Regions from separate parts of the Mus musculus genome. Here region 2 is linked to region 1. The links are chromatin contacts, called in public promoter capture Hi-C maps. All regions are on one chromosome and are shown on one strand. Each heading gives the region's core, a stretch centred on a gene start, on an enhancer-like site or on the middle of the called end of the contact. The rest is flanking DNA. Distances are from core to core; before and after follow the strand shown.

The links. Promoter capture Hi-C pulls out the DNA fragments that hold promoters and counts their contacts.
Region 2: a contact with region 1 is called in a promoter capture Hi-C map of trophoblast stem cells, with 10 times the contacts expected there. The contact joins the enhancer-like site here to the promoter of Ppp1r3d in region 1. A contact is called at or near these places in 7 of 39 promoter capture datasets (the C10 cell line, cranial neural crest, embryonic stem cells and 4 more), 1 of 115 datasets of contacts at active chromatin or transcription factors (embryonic forebrain) and 1 of 9 other capture datasets (embryonic stem cells).

Annotation. Positions count from the first base shown.
Region 1 is chr2:178,411,240-178,417,189 of GRCm38.p6, reverse strand. Ppp1r3d (protein phosphatase 1, regulatory subunit 3D) reads left to right here and starts at 2,727. Exons shown (of 1, transcript NM_001085501.2): 1 at 2,727-5,950. The coding sequence starts at 2,983. The coding sequence ends at 3,822. It overlaps Fam217b (family with sequence similarity 217, member B), which reads right to left and starts at 2,656. Exons shown (of 4, transcript NM_001081289.1): 1 at 2,482-2,656; 2 at 447-558.
Region 2 is chr2:179,822,097-179,828,046 of GRCm38.p6, reverse strand. The region is part of intron 4 of Cdh4 (cadherin 4); the gene reads right to left. Among named protein-coding and RNA genes, the nearest start is that of Gm36066, 21 kb to the right of the region's middle. Within about 2 kb of position 2,881, at least 36 of the 459 cell types and tissues checked have an H3K27ac peak or open chromatin away from gene starts, as enhancers often do. A contact at or near this core is called in trophoblast stem cells, where this site is marked.

The DNA of each region.
Region 1 (5,950 bases), core at 1,478-3,977:
CCTCCTCGCCCTCTGCCCTGCCCTTGCCAGCAGCCTGTCATGCCTACTTCCCTAACAGCATGTGGTCTTGGGAGTGGTAGAGTGAACAGGAGGTAGACGGTGTGTGTGTGTGTGTGTGTGTGTGTGTGTGTGTAGGGGGGGTGGCTCCAGGGATTCTACTTTTGTGCGTTGTCCCTTGTACTGTAGTGGCTGCTTTTTAGTCACCCATGTTCCTGTAAGTGACCCCAATAAACCCACTGGTTCCCCAAGATGGACTTCAGTGGAACTATTTATAGGGGTTCCCTATCTAGTGGCTTTAAAAATAAAAATAACAAATCATTATTTAAGTGCTATATATAACAGAACACATACGCAACATACGCACCCACAGACTCGTGCACCTGAAGCACACAGCAAGAAAGCACTGAGACGGTTCTAAGCAAGAGTTTCTCTCAGAGTTACATCACCTTCTCTGCAGTACTCAGAATATTCTTGCTCAATCTGCTGCCAGATGATGACAGCTGGGGAGGTGGCTTCTTTATTCCCCTTATCTTCGGAAAGGCTGAAGCGCCAGCGGAACTGGAAACAACAGAACACTGACAGTAAGTGCTGACTGCAACCGGCCCAGACAGCATCGAGTTTCGGTCTCTGTACGACCACACTGAAACCTCGAAGATGTCTGTGGTTGCGCAGGCTCAGCATTCTGCACTGTGAAATTAGAAATGGGGGGTGCGGGGTATTGTATGTTTACAGTTCGACTATCTGTGTGTGGCAGGGAAATGTGTGTGTGTGTGTGTGTGTGTGTGTGTGTGTGTGTGTGTGTGAGTGGATGCCCTCAGAAACCAGAGGAGAGCATCAGATCCCCAAGAGCTAGGGTTGACTTTGTAAGCACTGCCGGGCAGTTGTGAGCTGCCCCGCAAGGGTGTTGTGAATGCTCACGTCTTCCCTTTCACGGCAGTTATTCAGTACGAGATCGCTTAGTGAGTGCTGTGAACGGATTCTAAACCCCACCCATTCTCGCATATATACAGTCCCTGGGAATAACACTAACTGGTTTTGCCTTATACTCTAAAGCTCCCCCTATCTATCCATTCACTCATCCATCCAGTAATTAATTGCAAGCCAGTCTTTAAAAGTACAGACTGTACACGAGGCACCTCATCCCACAGAGATAAAACTCTAGAGGGGGAGGGGCAGGGTATCCCTGAGTTCTTCTGTTTTCTCTGTCCTACCAGATCACTAATCATCAGTGCTGGGCTGGAGAGATGGCTCAAGAGTCAAGAGCTACTGATCCTCCAGAGGACCCCAGTTTAGCTTCCAGCACTATGTGGGTGGTTCACTAGGATCTGTAATTCCAGTTCCAGGCCAGCACCCTCCCCAGGCCTCCCAGAACACCTGCACTCACATGTGTATTTTTAAAAAAATTTCAAAGATCATCAGTATACTAACACCCATGATGTGTTAGATGCTGTTTCAGTAGGAAGTGCAGGTTCCCAGACCAAAGGTGGTCATAGTTCCCGTTAGGAGGGGCCTGTTGAAAAAAGCATACCTGGAAACCGAACATTTTTCTCCCATAATTCCCCAGCCTCTGTCAAATGGAAAATAGATGGGATCATGGGAAATTTTCTCAACCAACCCTGGGCTTTCCCACCATAATTATGTAAGACTTTTAGGTGTGCATGTACAGATAACAAAAATCATAACAGGCCCTTTTATGGTCAATTACCCCACAACTAACAGGCTTGATTCCACTTAGATGGAGAAAACATTCTTGGCCCACCCTCCTTCCTTACCCTGATCTTTCTGCTGTTAAGTGGGAAACCAACCATGACAGCATGTCTGACCCAGGCGCAGTGCCATCCTGGCTCCTCATCTACCTGACACACTTGACACATAGTCGTGTGTGTGTGTGTGTGTGTATGTGAAGTTCTTCAGAGAAATAAAAACCTGCTGTGCAATCAGGATGCATGAGTGGGTAAGGCAGAGAGGGGGTGGAGCACATGGCTTCAGCTTGCATAGCAGCAAAACTAAAGCTCAAGAGATTCTGGCTACAAAACGCTCCTCAAGAGCCAGAGGGCAGCTGCACAATCCATCATGGGCATTAGCCCCTTTCCCAGTCTTCCTCTCTGGCTGCAAGCCCAGCTAAGGGAAGCAGCATCTTCCCCCGCCCCCCTCCCCCCCCCCCGCACCTCCCCAGGGAACTGGCTTCCTGGCCAATGGGGAGGCACAGCATGGTGGGGAGGTGTGGGCAAGATGCTTCCCGCAGAAGCAACCTTTTCTGGGTCTGGCCACTGATCCAGGTTGCTGGAGAAAGGTGGCCAGAGCTGGCTGGCTGGCCGCTCACCACAGTCCCAGGGCCAGCTCGCGCCAGGCCAACCTTGGCTGGGCTCTGTCCCGCCCCCACCCGCAGCTGGCACCCAGCACGTCCTAGACTGCTGTAGACACCATCGCTGATGGATGGGTGCAGTGCGCAGGCACACGCACCAAGGAAACCCAGCAGACCTGCTCCGCAGCCTGAACACACGTGACGAGGTTCCCGGGGGCGGCGGCTGCGCTGCGGCGGAAGGGTGGGGGCTGGGGTGGTCGCGGGCCGCGCGGTTCCGACAGCGTGGGGCTGCGCGGGGCAGCCGGGCGAACGCGGGGCAGCCGGGCGCGCTGGCTGGACGCACCGGCGGGCGGCGTCACGAGGGGCGGGGCGCGCCGGGGGCGCGCCGGGAAGTTGCGCTTGGAGAAGTTGCGGGCGGCTGAGCGTCTGGGCGGCGGGGTTGCTGGCCTTCCCGTAAGAGCTCAGAGGAAGGAGAGAAGCGGCCGACACCGTGCAGGGCGCTACGCCCCGGGAAGCCGCCTTGGATAGCGCCACCCGCTGCTCGAGGCTGCCCGCCGCTGAGACCAGGGCCAGGCCGCGAACACAGTCTCCGTGTTGGGTGCGGTGCCTCGGGGCTTCCAGAGGCTGTCAAGCCCTAAAGCCTAGTGGCTCGGCGGTGACGCCCGCCCAGCTGGGCCATGTCAAAAGGCTCTGGTTCTGCCCCGCTGCCCTCGACCCCGGGGTCCCGGAAACTCGTGCCCCGGAGCCTCAGCTGCCTCTCGGACATGGATCGACGACCCTGCAGACCCCCGGGCTGCGACCCTCGGCTGCGGCCCATCATCCAACGACGCTCGCGCTCGCTGCCCACCTCCCCCGAGCGCCGTGCCAAGGCTGCGGGAGCCCCGGGCGCCGCGTGCGGAGCTGGCTGCAACCGGCAGGTCCGGGTGCGCTTCGCTGACGCGCTGGGCCTGGAGCTGGCGCAGGTCAAGGTGTTTAACGCAGGCGACGATCCGTCCGTGCCGCTGCACGTGTTGTCGCGCCTAGCCATCAACTCAGACCTGTGCTGCAGCAGCCAGGATCTGGAGTTCACGCTGCAGTGCCTGGTTCCCGACTTCTCGCCGCCCATCGAAACCCCAGGCTTCGGAGAACGCCTGGCACGCCAGCTTGTGTGCCTGGAACGTGTCACCTGCTCTGACCTGGGCATCAGCGGCACAGTGCGCGTGCGCAACGTGGCCTTCGAGAAGCAGGTGACGGTGCGCTACACCTTCTCTGGCTGGCGCAGTGCGCATGAGGCAGTGGCGCGCTGGAGAGGACCTGCAGGTGCTGAAGGTACCGAGGACATCTTCGCCTTCGGCTTTCCAGTGCCTCCCTTCCTGCTGGAGCTCGGCTCCCAGGTACACTTCGCACTGCGCTATGGCGTAGCTGGTGCTGAGTACTGGGACAACAATGATGGTCGCGACTATAGCCTTACTTGTCGCAGTCATGCCTTGCACATGCCACGCGGGGAGTGCGAGGAGAGCTGGATTCACTTCATCTGAGCTGCGGGCTGTGAACCAGGAGCTTCCATCTCTGCAGACCTGCAGACACTTCCCCACCAGTGCAGCTCTCTGAGCGGCCATCTCCCATCCCAGCCTTCCTTCCTAGTGGTCTGGCCTAATTTTTCACTGTGAAGCCCTGCGGCGGTAGCCTGGCCTGTCTTGTAGTGAATTCTCTTGAGAGCCTGGCGGTCAGCCTGTGTAACACGTTGTTGGGGGGGGGGGCAGATGCACGGGATTGTGGTCCTTAATTTCAGTAGGACCCAGGTCAGTGTTTTGCAAGAAAGGCCTTTTGCATGTCTCCTCTATGTGTCTGAATATAAGTAGCTGTTATTTATTATTGTGAAGTTAGACTTCCACCCATGGAGAATGCTTTCTCAGGAATACTCTAATCAGCTTAGAGGAGGCCTGCTATCTGTTTTCACCCACCGTAATAATTGTACAGATACACAGTGTGGCCTGCATTATGGTCCCTCGAGGCATTTCTGCCCTGGGACGGTGAAAATCTGAGACCATGTTTGCTTGCCAATGTCTGTAGCCTTCCAACAGTAGAAACTATTAATAGCGAAGGAACTTGCAGCTCATCTGTCATCACACAACCATTTCTGGGCTTCGAGGCTGCCCTGGTTAGGCGATGCCTCCCACATCAACAGCTGGGGAGGAGTGGACAGAAAAGCTTCCAACCATGCAACTTAGCCCAGATAGCCCTTTCTCTTCAGGGACTGCCTGTTCACACATTTGTCTTCTACTGGTCTGGTTCTGGGTCTGCTTGTTAGCAGGGCATATATAAATATATATATATTTTGAAACTACCTGAGCCTTTAAAAAGATCTTGCCTTAAGTATTTTACGTTTTCAAGTGGCCACAGGGATTCAGGCAGGCATGTCCTTCCCGGGGACCTTTTTCCACGAAAGAAGCAACATTTTTATTTCTAAGTATGGAAAGATTCCAGGATTCATATTTTAGAAGTCAGCTTCCAAATGAACCTGGGTGGTTCTCAGAATTAGCCAAGGTACTGGAGGAAAAACAGCTCGTGGATTTTTATTCTCCTAATGTGTTTTAAATTTGTTATGTCAGGTTTAACAGATACCACTTCATTCTTTGTGCCTTCGGTTAGGAAAGTTGCTAACATTTTTTTACGGGCTTAATTCCCAGTTTTAAAATGTTATACTTTAAAAAAAACCAAACAACAACCAAAATCTCCAGACCACTCACTGGTCCCTGCAGGGTGCGCCTGCTGTTTAAAGCCCCCATGAAGAGGCTTGCAAATATTTTTGGTGCTGAACTCTGGTCTCTCCGACAGCAGGTGCTAGAACTGTGGTGGACAAGACCTGCAAGATGTGACTTTTGCTTTTGAGACGGTGGATGTCCTGTGACAGATTGACTTGGTGACACTCGTGGCGAGCGTGGTGCTCGTTAAACCGTCATGGCCGGAGATGCATTTTACCCTTGAACCCATTAGGTTTTGATACTTGAAACTTCTGCCTTTTAAAAATTCCAAGAACAGTGTTGGGCTCCTCTGCTACCTTTCTGGACTGAGAAAAGTTCTGACGTAAAATGCCACAATAAAACCACCCTGCCTTTGGCTGTGAGGGCTCTGCACTGTGTTAGCATTCAGGAGTGAGAAGCTCCCAGTGGCATTTCCCTCATTGCTTAACAAACTGTTCAATTAGGTCAGCAAACCCTCCCCCCCCGCGGGGGGGGGGGCTCATGGCAGCTCTGTCCTCGGCCCCTATCCAGAGGGCAAGAGAATCGTCCAGACTCTTCAAGTCAGGCCAGAAATTTGGGGAGCACTGATGTTCAGGAGCACGTAGAGAGTTTTACAGTCCGTGGGAAAGCCCCTCACTGGTCCGCAGGTTCTGGTTACAGAAAAGTAAATGACGCATCATCAAAACTAAAAGAACCTGAAGGTGCCTTTAAGACACATCAGCTCTAAGAGATAGTTCTGCTTGGTTAAATAAATAAATGAATAAATAAATAAAACGCTGTAGAGATAATTCAGGGTGAACTTTCTGACCCTAAGACACACTTTAGGCCTGTTGAGATGTTAAAACTGTGTTTGTCAATTGTGCACTCGCTGAGTTGTGTTTTACTGCCTGTCACTTCAAGTTGTTTTACTCGAGCCTGAATA
Region 2 (5,950 bases), core at 1,632-4,131, 1.4 Mb before region 1:
GGAAGGGGCTTTGGGGAAGATAACCTCTGGGTCTTTCTAAGAGATGTGTTTACTGAGGCTGGAGCCCAGCCCAGTAGTCTCTGCTTGGTGCTGTGCACTTAGGAAGCACCACTGAATACTTTGGAGATTGTGCTGGTGACAGTCCTGGGAGCGACAGCTGTATCAGCCACTTCTCTCACCTTCAGGTTTCATCTTAGCGCACGGTAGTTATTCTTACCGTATGAACATGGCGCCCGCCCTCCTGTCCTATGAGACTGTCTATCCCCACTGTTGCCACCATAGAGTCCGTTGTCACAGTGAACATGGCAGGGTGAGTGCTGTGCTAAAAACAGCTCACAGGCAACGACATTTCCGGCTACTGGACCAGTACCAGGGTGCAGGCGCCGACAGCGCAGAAGCATCAAATAAGCAAATCATTGATAACCAAACGCAGGGCCACGATGAGTGAAGCGAGGGCGAAACCATCTTAATTAATTTTTATGCATTAAAAAAAACCTAAGGAATATTACATATTGAAAAGCAGCCACCAGTAGGCCATCTTCTCGCTCTAAGGACATCATGTGTCGTTGAGTTCATGTCTTCCTCATCTGCACAGGGGCCAGCATTTTGCCAGCATCTCTTAGGTGAACTCAAGCTTAGCTCAGTGAAGAGGACTTTACCAGGTAAAGCACAGCAGTGTACGCAGGCGCAGGGTTGGGGCGGGACAGGGCTCTGAGAACTCAAGAGAGCTGTTGTTTACTGTGTTACAAACTGATCCCTACAGCATGGTTTCATCTATTACTGTAGTGGATGCTACAGTGGCCAAACTCCACCCAGGCCAGGCTATCCCAGCCCAGTACGTGCCCTGTATTAGCATCAGTCCACAATGGAGCCCATATCTGCTCCTGCCCCGGTCAGCCCCTGCCCCAGGTCAGCCCCAACCCCGAGTCAGTCCCCTTTCAGTTCACTCCCTGTCCCAAGTCAGTCCCCCTCCAGCTCAGCACTCCCCCCCCAGCTCAGCCCCAGTCCCACATCAGCACCATGTCAGCATCAACCCCATTTTGTCTCCACAGTGAGCGCTTACTGTGGGCGGGGGCATGCCCTACGCACTCTTACATCATAATTTTAAACAACCCTCTCAGCCATTCCTGACCTGGTTTTACACTGTCCAAGCTGACAGTCACAACCCACATGTGCCCAGATGCACTGTCTGTGTGTATGTGCTGCATGTGTGTGTGTACACATGGAAGCCAGAGGTCAACCTGTCATTTCTTGGGGGAGTCTCACCTTATTTTTTTTGAGACAAGATCTCTCAATAAGACATGGAATTTGGTGATTAGTTTAGGCTGGCTGCCCAGAGAGCACCAGGGATCTACCCGTCTCCAGTCTCGAGCTCTGGGATTACAAGGATGAAATGCAGTGCTTGGCAGGTTTTACCTGGGTGGTACGGATCTGGACTCAGGTCCTCATGGTAGCTTAGCAAGCACATTCCTGACCAAGCCATCTCCCCAGCCCTGCACTTAGCTATAAGAGGCTACACACAGGTACATCGCAATGGTGTCATTCAGAACAGCCAGAATGTAGACACTAGAGTCGCTCAGTGAGCTGAGACACAGAAAGACACTGACAGATATGGCCTCAGCCATGGGCTGATGGTGTCTGAGGACAGAAGAAAACAGATACCTGCTTCCTGCGAATGAGCCTGAGACATGGAAGGGCATGGTGGATTCCATTGTTCGAGGCCCCTGTTGGGGTCAGAAAGCCGGACAATGCTTCCTGGGGCTGGGTGTTTAAGTTTAGTGAGGATAGTGTCAGAGTGTGGGCACGGAGAGCCCTAAAGATGGTGTTGAGAGGGTATGTTACAATTGTGGGCTTCCCTTCCCTACATAGCAAGGTCACCTCATTATCCTGAACAGACCTGAAGCGCAGGGAGGGTCAAACCTCAGGGTCAAGGAGCAGAAATGACATTTGCTTCCTGTGCCTGTCTCATCTATGGGATTGAACCTGTTCCCCATAGCCTGTCCTGGCATAGACACCTGCCAAGGCTGCCCCTGGACACAGCAGGGAGTGGGGGCTGGTGAGGGGAATGGACCAACCTGCACTGCGTCATCTTTTTCTCTGTTTGCCACTGCTCTTCGTACACCCCGTCCCCCCATCCTAAAACTGGAGAATATGTTCAGATGAGCCTGGGATACAAAAAAGGTTTTATTTTTAATTAATATTTAATTTTTTTATCTTATATGCAAGGATGTTTTGCTTTTATGCATGAATATGTTCCATGTGTTTGCCGGGTGCCCATGGATATCAGAAGAGGGCATCAGATTCCCTGGAACTGGAATTACAGCCGGCTCCAAGTCACTGTGTGGATGCTGGGATTGAACCTCGGAAGAGCTGAGTAACAGCTGGTGCTCTTAACCACTGAGTCGTCTCCTCTGCCCCCACTGTTTTTTTTGAGTCAGAGTCTCATGTAGCCCAGACGGGTCTCAAGTAGACGAGGGTAACTTTGAACTTTAGATCTTCTCCTTTTTACTTCCCGAGTGCTGGAATTACAGGCATGTGCCACCACGCCTGACTTGATGTGACACCGAAGATCAGGCATGCTGGGTGAGAACTGCCCCCTGAGCCGTATCCCCAGACTCACAAACACTGTGGAATTTTTAAGGATTATTACAGACTTCCTCCCATAGGTGACTAACTTCCCCAAACAGAACATGATCCTAGGAGAGGAGGGCCCTTCCTTCATATCCTGGCCATCTCAAGCTGTCCCCGGGACAGTTTATTAGTCAGTGGAGGAGGCAGGGGCCTGATTCAAAGTCTTTTTCTGAAGGCTGTAGCATACCTTACTCCAAACGCTGGTCTCCACCCTGTTCAAAGTCAGTCAAAATTGTTGGCCCCGCCCACCCATGTCCTTTCACAGCTCCCATTGGTTGGGTGGATACTGCGAGCCACAGGCTAACGGCTACCTGGCCGGCTCCCCAGAGATTATGCATTTCATCAACATAACCAAAATAGCTCTTTTCAAAATGTCTTCACGTAGCACACGATGCTGGAAGAAGGGTTTGTAATTATGTGTATCACGAGTCATCCCGGCTCGGTGGGGGGCTCAGAGCCTTCATATAAATTATACGAATCAGCAGCGGAGGGAGGGAACCCCACGTGGTTCTTAAAGTGATGCTTTCTCCCCACGGATGCACACGGCACTAAATCACAGCAAAACAGCGCTGGGGGCTGGCACTGTGAAGGGAGTGCTGGGCTTCAGCCTGGCCGCCTTCCTAAATGCATATGATCATCTTAATGATGTATTTGGGGGAGACATGATAAATCACAGAACCAAGGGAGGCTACAGCATGCAAATGCATTCGAAACGTTCCCTGGGAGGCATGAGTGATGGGCCACAAACACACCTGAAACCTGGGCTGTAGAGCTTATTCACTGTCAGTCCGAATCTTTTTCCTGAAGGCGTAGTTTCTAGGCCTCTTGTGGTCCTTTGTGCCTGCTAACCTGGACCCCTCCCTGCCTGGTACAGATGCTACACCAGAGGGTCTAGCAGATGTGGGCAGAACCCTTCCAGGTAAGGGCAAGTGCAAGATGCAGACCTCAGGGAAGGACGAAGCTGTGTGACTGGAAAGACAGGAGCGTTCACTGGACACAGGTGTTAGGGGACATCCGAGTGCAGCACCGTGGCCATCTTTAGCAGCCTCACGGGGCCAGGCTGGAAGAATAACAGGCAGATGAGTACACTGCTGAGTTGAATCATTAGAGGTCTCCTGTCAGGGATGGAGCTGTGCAGGCGTGGGGTCGGAGTGGGGTGGGGGTGGGGAACACTTGCATGCTCCTTCCTTTTGTTCTAGTCCCAAGGCTCAGGCCTAAGCCCATGAAGGACCCACATAGCAATTTCCTGCTTTGTAGAATTTGGACCTGGAAGGCTGTCCTCAGACTGCTGGGGCAGAAGGACAGCAGCCTCTCCATGTGGCCATGCGCTGTAAGCTGTGAATGCCTGGGTTACAGTGGTCACTGAAGTTCTGGTAATGGAGGGCTCAGCATGTCCTCACCAGCTCCTATGACAAGCAGGGAGATTGTTGGGGCAGCCACAGCTCTCTAACATCCACCTTCTAACCCACTTCCCCGTCCTAGCATTCACACTGTGTGCAGCTGAGAGTAGGCAGCACTGGTCAGGTGTCCAGCCAGGTGTGTGTGCTACATACACTGTCAGAGAGTGACTACTCAGTGGACTCAGGGGCGCGTGGATGCATCTTAGATGTCAGGCACACAGCGTCAGAACAGGAGAAAGTGAGCATGGGAGGGAGAGACCAGCAGGGTCTGATAAGCAAAGCCCTGAGGAAGCAGCCTGGACATGATGGGAAGCCGGAACGTGGCGCATCTCAGGCTTTGTGTGTGGAGGAGGGTTGGGAGGAGCCTATGCATAGACATGGTGGATCGCAGCACGGGAGATGGCTCAGTGGGTAAAGTGTTTTCCAAACACGCACAAGGACCTCAGTTCAGACCTCTGGTGCCCACTTAAAAGCTGAGTGTGGCAGCCTGCACCTGTAACCCAGTGACAGGGACAGGCAGATCCCAGGCTTAGGACCAGCTAGTGTAGCTGGAATGGCCAGTTACAGGCTCAGTGGGTCAGGGCTGACAAGATGGCTTGGAGACTCAAATAGTAGAAGGGAAGACTGACTCCCACAAGTAATGCCCACCTTCACACATGGAACATGTGTGCCCACAACATACACTACACATACAAAATCAACAAATTAAACAATTAAAGAAAATATTATGAAGAAGTAATTGAGGAAAATATCCTGACCCCTAACATCAGCTTCCAGCCTCCACTCATGCCTACATAGGCAAGCATGCCTGTACACATACATGTGTATAAACCTTACACATACATGAGTGTGCACACACACATGCACACACATGCATAAGAACTCAAACAGTGCTCCCACTGAGGGGCAGCTGTGCTCTAGTCTCTGGGCTCTGTGCACCTGTTGGGCCTCTTCTGCATCTGGTTTCACTGCAATCTCCTGCTACCTGGGAAGCAGAGTGGAAAAGAACACCCTGGGGAAAGAACAGAGCTGCAAATAACCGGTGACTTTGAGACTCCCCCTGTGTGGTGGCAACAGAGGACACCCTTTACTCAAGGCAGCCTGTGGGAGTATCCAGTGCCCTGGCCCAGGGCATCCTGAGGAGGGTCTGCCAAGAGATCTGCTGGGACTCCTTCCTGTAATCCCTGCTCTGAAACTCCGCAGACGTCACCAGACCTCTTCTGCATCCGTAGCCTTCTCCCTAAGAGGCCAGTGGGTCAGACAGTCTTGATGTTGAAAGAAGCCCTCGTTTAAATCGAGGTGATTTTCTGTGTTTGTAGGCATCAGTTTGTAAGCACGCGGTGCTGCTATTATAAGAATTAACATTTCCTACCATAAAAGAAAATAAATTTGATGTTTAAGCAAGTGGAAAATAGCATTTTCCATTGCTCTATGCCTAAGCATTTCAGCTGAACTTGGCCTCTGGAATCACCTCTATTTAGAATATCTAAGAGCAAGCAAGAAAGCTTTCTAATCTCTCGCTAGCTCTCTCCCCTGTGCACACCAGGGAAAACACTACAAGGTACAAGATGAAGGTAAATAAGGTGAGGGGTAGCTCTAGATTAGAGAAGAAAGTCTCTCTTCCTGTGTTTTCCACTCCTCAAGGGTAGATGCTCAGGTCATACACTCAACGGTGCTTCCATTTCACGCAACATTTGCTTCAGCAGACCTGGCTGCAGGAGCGAGCACTAGGGACCACCTGGAGACTTCCCTGTGTGAGCTCCCCCAAGTTTAAGTGACTCTAAGCTCCTCTGTGCCAAGGCCAGGTTAAATTGCTCACTTAACATCCTTTTGTATAGGGAGAAAAGTGGAGGTTTAATAAGTGTGGTGGGTATCGCAGATCACCAGGCAGCAGGGATAATGGGAGCAGATAAGGTTCT